Linked DNA regions of Mus musculus: region 1 is linked to region 2. A link is a contact called in public HiChIP or PLAC-seq data. All regions are on one chromosome and are shown on one strand. Each heading gives the region's core, a stretch centred on a gene start, on an enhancer-like site or on the middle of the called end of the contact. The rest is flanking DNA. Distances are from core to core; before and after follow the strand shown. Region 1 has its middle 25 kb from the start of Nt5c2. Region 2 overlaps Sufu (SUFU negative regulator of hedgehog signaling).

Evidence for each region. HiChIP or PLAC-seq counts read pairs in DNA pulled down with a chosen protein or histone mark.
Region 1: a contact with region 2 is called in a FOXA1 HiChIP or PLAC-seq map of pancreatic cancer cells. The contact joins two enhancer-like sites. A contact is called at or near these places in 3 of 115 datasets of contacts at active chromatin or transcription factors (extraembryonic endoderm stem cells, large pre-B cells and pancreatic cancer cells) and 1 of 9 other capture datasets (adipose tissue).

Annotation. Positions count from the first base shown.
Region 1 is chr19:46,984,934-46,990,261 of GRCm38.p6, reverse strand. It overlaps a transcript of Nt5c2 not described here. Among named protein-coding and RNA genes, the nearest start is that of Nt5c2, 25 kb to the right of the region's middle. Within about 2 kb of position 1,346, at least 127 of the 459 cell types and tissues checked have an H3K27ac peak or open chromatin away from gene starts, as enhancers often do. A contact at or near this core is called in adipose tissue, extraembryonic endoderm stem cells and pancreatic cancer cells, where this site is marked.
Region 2 is chr19:46,453,017-46,458,276 of GRCm38.p6, reverse strand. Sufu (SUFU negative regulator of hedgehog signaling) reads right to left here. Exons shown (of 12, transcript NM_001025391.2): 7 at 4,962-5,115; 8 at 3,431-3,542. Among named protein-coding and RNA genes, the nearest start is that of Trim8, 46 kb to the left of the region's middle. Within about 2 kb of position 3,171, at least 154 of the 459 cell types and tissues checked have an H3K27ac peak or open chromatin away from gene starts, as enhancers often do. A contact at or near this core is called in adipose tissue, extraembryonic endoderm stem cells and pancreatic cancer cells, where this site is marked.

The DNA.
Region 1 (5,328 bases), core at 97-2,596, 530 kb before region 2:
TTCTTCTGTCTGTGTTGCTGTAGAAATGCTAGGATGATGCACTGTAGGGCATATGGGAGCTTGTTACCAGGCAGGCATGAGAAGTGGTCAGGCTGAGTGAGCGCAAGTCCCAGGGATCTCGGGATTGAGACCGGCAGGAGCGGAGCCGTTCCCTGCCGCCTCTACCTGCCCTGGAACAGAAACCACAACACCCCACTGAGGACCGTGGTGATCAGTCATGTGGCATAAAAAACCTCAAGTACTCCACACTAATGAGGTACCTAGATAAGCCCCTGAGGGTTCAGCCAATTAGCTTCCCTTCCTGTGCACTCCTTCCCGCAAAAGGTATTTGATCCCCGGTTCACCCTGAGTGAAGTGTATGCAATTAATATCCACCATCAAATAAACCAATATGACCAAGCAAGCTGCGGGGAAGGCCTTCATCTTAAAGAGCCTCGCCTAAACTCCCGAAGAAGTCCTTCTCTCTCTTCTTCCAGAGCTCACTTGTAATCAGACTGGTCCCGCCCTTCCTGGACTCTGTCTTCCCCTTCCTGTCCAGTGCATGGATGCCCCAAGGGGAAGCATGGACCATGGACCCTGTGCCCCGACTCCCAGCTGTATGCCAGTGGCGCCCAGGTACATAGGAGACTGGGAACCACGGCATAGGTCCCAGACCCCGCAGCAGACCACCATTCTGGGGACTTCGTTCTGCCTCCCCCGAGCTGCATGCCAGCTGTGCCCAGGCATCCCAGCGGCAAGGCAGGACGCAGTTCAGCAATGCACACTACTGCAATGGCTTCTGGGTATCTACCCACAAGGCCATCTCCCCATCCTGAAAGATGTTTTTAAAAAAAAAATACTTACGAATTTATTTCTTTAGTTTTCATTTCTTTAACATCTCTTTAATTCAATAGCCAAGGAGTGAGGCAGGCATTATTATTCTCATTGAACAAATAATTTATCACTGGGTCTCTAATTATCCCACCCTACCACCCAGTGACGAATACAATCTGCTTAGCTGGCTACTGGTTAATGTAACATAATGTAACACAATATAACACAATGTAACAACTGGTGAAGTGTAACACATGGAAGGAATGTGGGCCTTGGCTTTGGCTGACTTGGAGATCATATGGGTCAGCTACTTGAGTCCAGGAGGCCCCAGCAGTGACTATACATCACTTTAGCCACCTGTAAAGGCCCCTCCCGCCAATGAATGGCTGGTTGCCATCCAGGGCTATGCAGAGAAATGCTCGCCTCTCCCCTCTTTCTGCAGGAGCAGCCAAGCAGATCATGAACCTGAGAGCCCAGCGGTTGGTTCCAGCCTCTGGGTCAGGGGGCAAGGAGGCTGAAGGGAGGGGAGTGCCTGGGCACCCTGCCACAGCTGCACCTTTAGTTAATATTTATTCTTTCTTTCTTTTGCCCAGAGACTAGGGGAGCCCAATCACAGATAGTGAAGAAAACTCCAGGGCTAGGAGAAGCTGGTTCCTGTCAGGGGTGACTCAGGCAGACCTTTACAGCAGGCAGTGCCCCCACCTGGCTCTGTGCAGGTCTTTTGTGTGGTTGTTAGAGACCACACTACTTATCTGCTCAGCAGAGCAGTCTCCTAGGAGTGCAGGAGGGTGCGGCTGGGTAATGGGTACAGAACAGTTTTATCTTTCTGCACAATGACTTTCCCTGGGGGGGAGGGGGAGACCCCTGGGTCTCTTCAGGGCGTGGCACCCCTTTTCATTAAAACTGCCTTGTCTTTCTAAAACGCATTTTGTTAGTGTTTTCTTTCCCAGAGGGGACTTGTAAATTGAGCTCCTTATTCCTCAGCGCGATATAGAGCTGACCAGAATTTCTGCCAACTCATTGTTCTTCCTCTCTGTGAGCACGGCTTCTCAGCGCCGTGAACCACCATCTTCAGAGTCATTAACGACATGATTTCTGGACCCCAGAGCAGCTGAATTTAGAATGTAGCTCCTTAGCCCCAGAGCACAGCCACTGTTGGCCCCGCGAATCTGTGTTTGGATAGTTGTACTGACTCTCGTGGAGGCTGTAGCGTAAGGACCGTTTGTTCAAGCAAGACCACAGCATTTCCTGACCTGAGCGGTTGAGTTGTAGCCACTTTCCCTACTTGGGCCTTTTCTTCAACCCTCCGAAGACAGAACTTACCAGACACTTATTTTCTGATTCCTGAGGATCATTTATTTCAGATTCTTGGTTATTATATATTTTTAAAAGCAGGATGTCATTTTACAATCTGTCCTGATCTGTAATTGCCTGCATATCCCACCCATGACCTCAAACTCACACCAATCCCCCTGCTTCAGCTCCTTGCATGTAGAGACTATGTTGAACTACCAGACTTGAATCACTTCACCATTCCCGACCTGTGACGACATGACTGCCACTTCAGTCAGGCACACCCCGGATCTTGTCATGACACTGGGGCTCAGCAATGCCAGCCTTCTGGTTTCTGGCCAGAACGTCCTGTCTTTAGCCTGCTTACTTCCCCAATACCCAAGCCTGCTCCCAACTGCCTGCCTGCCTGCCTGCCTGCCTGCCTGCATCTCTCTTTGAAAATAAATGGCCTTGGGCTTCGGAGATGGCTCGGTTGGTAAAATGCTTGCACAGGATCTGAGTTCAATCCCCAGAACCTATGTAAAGATTTTTGGGTGTGATGGTGTGCCCTTGTAATCCCATCGTTGGAGTGGCAGAGACAGGAGGATCCCTGGGGCTGTCTAGTCAGGAAAAGGCTCAGTCTCCAAGGAGGCAGATGGCCTGATGATGAAACCCGAGATTGTCTTCCAGCTGCTACATGTGTGTGTGCGCGCGCGCGCGCACACACACACACACACACACACACACACACACATGCATGGTTTTTTAAAGGCAGTAATGGCTCCCTTTCTTCTTTTACCACTTCTCATCTGAGTACACACCCTGGGTTGGGGACCTTAGTACCACCCCCACCCCACCCCCATCATTATATCTCCCTTCCCTTCCTCTTGCCTTTGTCCTTCCTGACTTCTTTCTGACTACTCAAAAACTCATCCCAGCAAGGCCTCTTCTGGTAGCCATGAGCTGATGCTGTAAGTGTCTCGCACATTGGAAGAGAAGGCGGTGCCCCTGCTCGCTCAGCCTGGCCCTGTTCCTTTGCCCTCCAGTGCAGTAACTCCTAAGGCAGTCGTGAGCTGCCTGACATGGCTGCTAGGATCCGAACTCACATCCTGTGGAGGAGCAGCAGGTTCTCTTAACTGCTGAGCCATCTCTCCAACACTGAAATTACATCTTTTTTTTTTTTTTTTTTCGTTTTTTTTTTCGAGACAGGGTTTCTCTGTATAGCCCTGGCTGTCCTGGCACTCACTTTGTAGACCAGGCTGGCCTCGAACTCAGAAATCCGCCTGCCTCTGCCTCCCTAGTGCTGGGATTAAAGGCGTGTGCCAACACGGCCGGCTGAAATTAAAATTGCATTTTAAATGGGGTTATTGGATATTAGGTTCCCTTATGGGTTTTTTTTTTTTTTCATATCTCCTTCAGTCTGGCTAACCTCCTAACCCCCTTGCGTCCCCATCCCCCACCCTTTCCCTCCTGAAGCATCTCTACCTTTCTACTTCCCTCCCCCTCTTCGGCCATCCCCCCCTCCCCCCCACGGCTTTCTTCTGGTTTTCTGGCTTCTGCAGGTATGAAATGCAAAAAACTAAAAATTCAAAGCTGGGATCTGCATATGAGGAGAACATGCAACATTTGTCTTTCTGACCTTGGGTTACCTCAGTTAGTATACAATTTTAAAGTTTTCTTCATTTTCCTAGAAATATTATAATTTCTTTTTTTAACAGCTGAATAAAATCTGTGGGTGCGTGTATGTATGTGTTGTGTGTTTATGTGTGTATGCCTCTGTGTGTGTGTGTGTGTGTGTTGTGTGTTTATGTGTGTATGCCTGTGTGTGTGTGTGCATGTATGTATGTGTTGTGTGTTTATGTGTGTATGCCTCTGTGTGTGTGTGTGTGTGTTGTGTGTTTATGTGTGTATGCCTGTGTGTGTGTGTGCATGTATGTATGTGTTGTGTGTCTATGTGTGTATGCCTCTGTGTGTGTGTGTATGCGTATGTGTGTGCATGTATGTATGTGTTGTGTGTTTATGTGTGTATGTCTGTGTGTGTGTGTGTGTATGTATGTATGTATGTATGTGTTGTATGTTTATGTGTGTATGCCTGTGTGTATGTGTGTGTATTGTGTGCATATATGTATGTGTTGTGTGTGCGTGCGTGTGTACTGCCTTTTCATTATCCAAGTCCATTTCCTAGCCATGGAGAGTAGAACAGCAGTGAACATGGACGAGCGAGCAAGCGAGCATCTCCGCGGTCAAATCTGGAGTCCTTTGGGTACTGGTCAGGGGCAGGCACGTGTCCCCTGCTTGAGGTCTGACTGGAGAGGACCCACTGTTTTCTTCTGTCGTGTCATCAGGGATGCTTCTTGGTTTGGAGACACTGCATTCCTTCCTGGTCCTCTGTCACAGCCATCTCTTTACCACCACACATACCCCTAACCCCGCAGAGCAGCAGACCCAGTCTTGGGAAGTCAGAGGTTTTCTTCCAGTACCTTCTTTAAACTGGACAGGGGTGACTCGGGCCTGGGCAGGGGATCCCAAAGGGATTAAGGGAAATGAGGCTTCTTTATTGTTTGTTTGTTTGTTTGTTTGGGACAGGCTCTCATGCAGCCCAGGCTAGCCTCAGTAGCCTAGGCTAGCCTGTCTCACTATAAAACTGAAGCTAATCTTGAATTTTCTTCTGCTACCACTTCCCAAGTGCTAGGTTTATGAGTCACCAGGCCCTGCCCAGGAAATGGACCTTTTGTGGTAGAGGTGACAGCCTTGCTTAAGTACCTTCGGGAGGTAGAACTGGTGCCACAGGGCAGTCCTCAGAAGACCTCAGAAGAATGGAGTCATCGAGAGGGCTGGCAGGAAGACCAGGGGAAGAGGAACTGTGGAGCTTAGAGCCGCCCCTGCCATAGCCGCAGCCTTGTCCAGGAGCCACTTGTTGCTTGTTCTGTATGGGGACCGTGAGTGGACACAAGAGAAAGAAATGTAACTTTCTCCCTTCTACAGTAATTCTTGGGCCATACCATCTCAAGCCTGAGTCGCCTCACCCAGGAGCCTCAGTTCCCAGTGTCGGAGGCCTTTTTCCACAGAGAGGTCTGTGGGAAGAGACCCTCACCCCTAAAACTCCAGGACCTGTTCACAGGGACAGGGAGAACTGTGGATTGTACTGGAGAGTGGTTCTGTCCAGAAGTTACTATCCCCCATCCTTGAGAGAGTCCTGTGAGGCTGCTGAGGGAGAAGGAAGTCTCGGAGACTGGGTCCTCC
Region 2 (5,260 bases), core at 1,922-4,421:
GAGTTGCTTATGGAACTCTCCTCTTCAGTGAGTCACTGGCTAAGTGAGGACAGGGACAGGATGCTAGAGGAGCAGCTTACAGAAACAGACCTTCCCCTGCACACACCTGACCACACAGGCTCGCCTGTCACCATGCCCATGGAGAGGCAGGAAAGCTAATATCAGCCTCTGGCTGACCAGGGACCTCAGACAGACAGGATGTCCCATGACTCCCACCCTGGATCCCAACAAGTGTTGGCAGGAACAGCTCTGGACCAGGCTGTCCTCATGTGGCACAAAGGGCTGCTTCCCAAACTCACCCGAGCAGGCAGTGGGAAGGGAGGCGCCAGCAAGCCGAAGGAGGCTTTTCTCAACTGATCATCTTGGGAAAAGGCAGATACAAATTTCATGGCTGGAATGCAAGGGTTGTGAAATGCTGAAGACGCCCCAAAGAGGGCCCAGGACTTGCCTTCCAGGAAGGCAGTGGGAAGAAGGCTGGCAACAGTGGATCGAGCAGAACAGGTTACCAGAGGGGCTGCCTTTCTGGGAAGCAGGAAATAGGGCTCCGGAAAGAAAGAAATCCCCTGGTCCTGAGGTGGGAGATGAGCCAGAGATAGGGTTTGTTTCTGAAGAAGAAAATGAGGCCTGTGTCTAAAAGTAATTCTATAAATGAGCCAGTTATGACACAGCTCATTATTTCTAGAATCATCGGGGCTAATGAGAGGTCTTTCTTACAGTGAAATAAGCCTGGCAATCTGCTAACATGGACCTAGCTTGTCCTCGGTGCCATGTGAGAGCTTGTCCCTATTCATGCTACAACCAGTTAGTTACCTGAGTTCCTCTGGTGAGATCATTATTATCTCAGAGGCACAGCCCGCATGGTCCTCACCTCACGGTCCCTGAGCACAGGGCAAGGAGGACCACACTTGTTGAGTGTGCCCTAAGCTACTTATCAGCTCCCTGGCCTCACCTTTTTCTTCTGTAAAAAGGAAAATACATAATAGCATCTACTTCTTACAGTGGCTTCGAGGATGAATTAAATTAATACTGGTATAAACTTTTGGCTGCTATGGATATATGAAATTAGCAAGTAGCCAATTCCCCAAGTAGGCCAGGACCCAGCGGCTGATGCTCAGCCAGATCAGCTGTTCTAAACCAATCCATCTCTGAGACCTTAGGTCAGATCCAGACCCACAAAGACCTATGCATCAGACTGCCTAGCCCAAAGTCCTGACGAAAGGAAAACTGGCCAGGCAGACCAAATAGGGCCCATGCTGTGACGGCAGCTTCCCAGGGGGAGAAGGGCAAACAGCGGTGCCAGCACATTTGGGACTGGCTTTCTCTGTCACCATCTTTATGGTGTGTCTGAAACGAGGTCAGGTCCCAGGGTGGGCAGCACAGATATTACAATGGTGCTTGCTAATCTCAACTGAGCTGACCGTTGTTGAGTTGGAGACAACAGAGAGCGAGACTCTGGGAGCTCTGAGAGCACGCTGGGGTGGTCCTAGCCGGGGAGTGAGGAGGAGAAACCACTGCTCAGCTGCTTGTTAAGTTGGCAAACAGGACCAAGAACCTCAGAGGGAGACATTGTCACCCCTCCGGATGTCAGATTTCAGCTCCTTGGGGACCTTGAGCTGCAGGGAGAGCAGATGACTCCAGACCTATTCTCACTCATGTCTTTATACCAGCCAATGCAGAGCAAAGAGTGGGGACAAAGGGGACAGTCTTCTGCCAAGTGCCCAGCCCACCACTTCCTTACTGCCCAGTTGTGGTGTCTACAGGAACTGAGAGTCCAGCCTGTGCCCCATGCAGTGTCTAGGGACACAATAGTCAGACACATAAACAAGACAGAGAATGAGATATCAGGCATGTCTCAGGTCAAAGAAGGCCAACAAGGGGCTCCCCGAAAGCTCTCTGTCAGAAGCCCTGGCCTTCTTTGAGAGGTGGGAGGGCCATTTGGAAGGTGACTGGCTCCACATTCCATGAGAACTACTGGAGGCTACAAGCCCATTACTGGCCTACCACCAGTGCCAAGGAAGTCGGTATAAGAATTCATACTTGGGGCCTAGGGAGGAGCACAGCTCTGGGTCAGGGTCCAGGCTGCAGGTGGAAAGCTTCCAGATGCCCCATGACACAGCTTGGCTATCTGCTACTGCCAGAGCAAAATCCAAGCAACTTAAGAAAGTCATTGGCTGCAGCTAAAGGCGCTGGGTAGCACTGGAGGCCTCCCCACGCTGTTAGAGAGCTCAGGTTTTCCTGCCTCTGGATGGCAGGTACACCAGGCAAACAACAGTGGCCGGAAGCAAGCCCAGAGTAACCCTGTGGGTACCCTAAGCAGCTCCCAGGGCGCATCCTCAATGCTGACCAGCCAGGCCTCTGCTCCCAAGTCCCTGTAGCAGCTTCCCACGCTAGCTGCAGGCCTCGCCACACAGTCCGGGTCCTCTCTCTCCACACATGCTGCCTATTCCACATACTGTGTTTGCCATCGTGCGCTGCATCACTGATCTTTCCAGGATCATGAATCAGCAACCGCAGCCTGATTCCAAACCCATGGTCATTTTTCAACAAACTGTATATGCAGTCAGATTGCACATACCATGACTGGTTTATTGTTTCCCCCAAAGGAAGGCCCTGTGCATCCCAAATGGCCCCAGGGCTTGAGGTTGCCACACAGACTTCGTAGAGGGTAGGTGGATCACCCTAGTCTTGTAGGATTAGTCCAACTCCTTTTCCACCCTAGCCCGAGCAATTTCCACCCAGGCAGGCGAGGTCCCAGCTCTGAGTGGCCAGCACCCTAGGCCATTATACTGTGCAAGAAGGGAGTTCCCAGCCCACCACTTCCCTTCTAACAAAGGAGGAGGTGGGAGGAGGACAGGTCTGACCTCCGGGGTTGGCTGGTTTCTCCTAAGGACTACAGGACCCTTAGACAGGCAGCAGAGGCCTGCAAAGGACTTGCCTTCCCCTCTCTGGGCCCCAGGAAAGGCAGGCAGGAAGAAGGGCCTCAGCAGCAGGCATGCAACTCAGGGCTAGCCAGACAAGGAGGTCCCTGGGGTTGTAGCTATCAGCCAGAGCCCAGGCTCCAGGAAGGAAGGAAGGGCAACTCTGACCCAGAGTGAGATAAGGAGGGGACTGGCTTAGCACAATGGGCTCCCACAAGGCTCACAGGCCCTCAGTCAGATTTCTGTCCCAACCTGGACTCTCTTCTGTTCACACAGCCCATGTAAATATTTACTGCTGTTTGTACTCATGGTCTGCAGAGTCCCCTTTGAGGTCCTTTGCTACAGTCCACAGATCCGTGTGCCCTGCCTGGATCAGGGCTGCCTTTAAACCTACAGACTCGGGGTCCATTCAACAAGAACCATGTACACTCTTCCCCTCATGCAATCCTCAGGGATGGCCCCTCGAGAAAAACACCGTCCTTTTGTCCTAGCCCCAGAACACAGACACTTACGGAGCCCTGTCGTGGGTGAGGCCGTTCTGTCGCTGAGAATTGATTGGTGGAAGGACAGGTTTGCTGTTAATCTCCAGTCCCCGCCTCAGGGTCTCCCGGATCTGCTCTGTGTCTGCAATGAAATCACAAAGTTGCCGGAAGGCCCTCTGGGCTCCCAGCCTGAGAGAGCCTAGAACAGTGGTGGCAGCACTGGTGAGAGGCAGGGCATGGTCACACGTCAGCAGGCCCAGCACTCACTCAGCAGTGGCGGCTGAAATACGAGTTCAACAAGCTTGAGATCAGCTTGGGTGGGCTACACACAATAAAGGAAGAAAGGAGAAAAGGAGAGATGGATGGGCCGGCAGTACTAGTGGAGAAGGCACGACCAGCAACTTTGCGGTGTGACTTGGTACTGTACAGTGAATCATTTTACAATAATTAAAAAACAAACAATGCTGGGCATGGTGGTACATGTGTGTAATCCCAGCACATGAGCGTGTGAGGCAGGAAATGAGAAGCCAGCTTACGCTGCAGAGAGCAAGAGAGCCTGTCTGCGAGGTAAACAAGAAGTAAAAGAGCAGCGATGACTGCAGCTATAGACATGACTGCCAGCCTCTCTACGGCATTCCTCTGTCAGAAGCAACTGGACGTGAGCCCCTGACACAGGAAAAGAAAAGGGCTCAGATGTTTGCACTAGAAGTTGAAGTTGCGGAGGAGGAGGAGGAGGCAGCTCAGGAATTCAAGGTCATCCTTAGCTTCACAGAAAGTTAGAGGTCAGCCTAGGCTACATGAGACCCTGTCTCCAAAGTAAACCAAGTCAGGTATTTTATTCAAGGCCAAAGGCATTTTATTCTTTGATAAATGAAAAAGAAGAACTGAGAAAGGAAGGAGACAGAAAGCCTTAAACATACATGTATATAAATGGCCACTTTTCCTTTGGCATTAGCCAGGGACAGCCTTAGCAAAACAAAACTAAACAAAACAAAAAAAACCCCACAAGTCCTTCTGGAGCCAAGAGCAGCATGGGAGCATCCAACAGGACGCCACATCCTCCTCCTCCTCCGAGAGCTTACCCAGAAGGCAGAGGCAGAGGGAGCTAACTTGCCACAGACTCTGGGACTGCAGAGGAGGCCAGTGTCGGGCTTCACACTCGCTCCCTCTCATTAAAAGCCCAGGAAGGTTCAAGGAGAGAGGTTCTCAGGCTTGGCATGGCCTTCAGGCCAGAGCTGGGGTCTGTGTCAGTTCTGTGGTGGTGAACATACGCTGTAGTGTCTTTGGGTGGACTGTGTACATTTTCTGTTAACTATTCCATGGTTCATACTCACATACATGAGGTCAGATTCCAAGGGGCAGAGTGTACACACAGAGTATACTAGTGTGTTTGAAATGCACACAGGAAATAGCTACAAACAGGCCAATAATGCTCATATATAGTTCACCCACATTGGAAAAATTCATTTGTCAGAAAATAATCAGAGTGGGCTGCTATTTAGTTAGAGACTTGTCCTGGGGAACCTGGAAGGAAGGGAGCAAGGCAAGGGAAGGTCTCAACCTTTGCCAGACAGCCTCCGAGGCTGTGTGCCGAGGCAGATGCTCCGGCTATCCTCTTCATCCTCCGGAGGCCGGCTGAGGTCATCCCAGGCACACTTGGCACTGACGCCGCTCAGGTTAGAACCGTCTGTCTCAATGCCTTTGTCAACTCTCTCCTGCTTGAAAAGAACCAAAGAGTCAGAGTGCCTTCAGTGAACTCATGTGCCCCAAGGTTACTGACCCTGGCCCAGCCACTCCACTTCCAGTATTAGCCCTTGTAGGTGCTGAGCATGGACAGCTGCTATGAGATCAGGGTCTCAT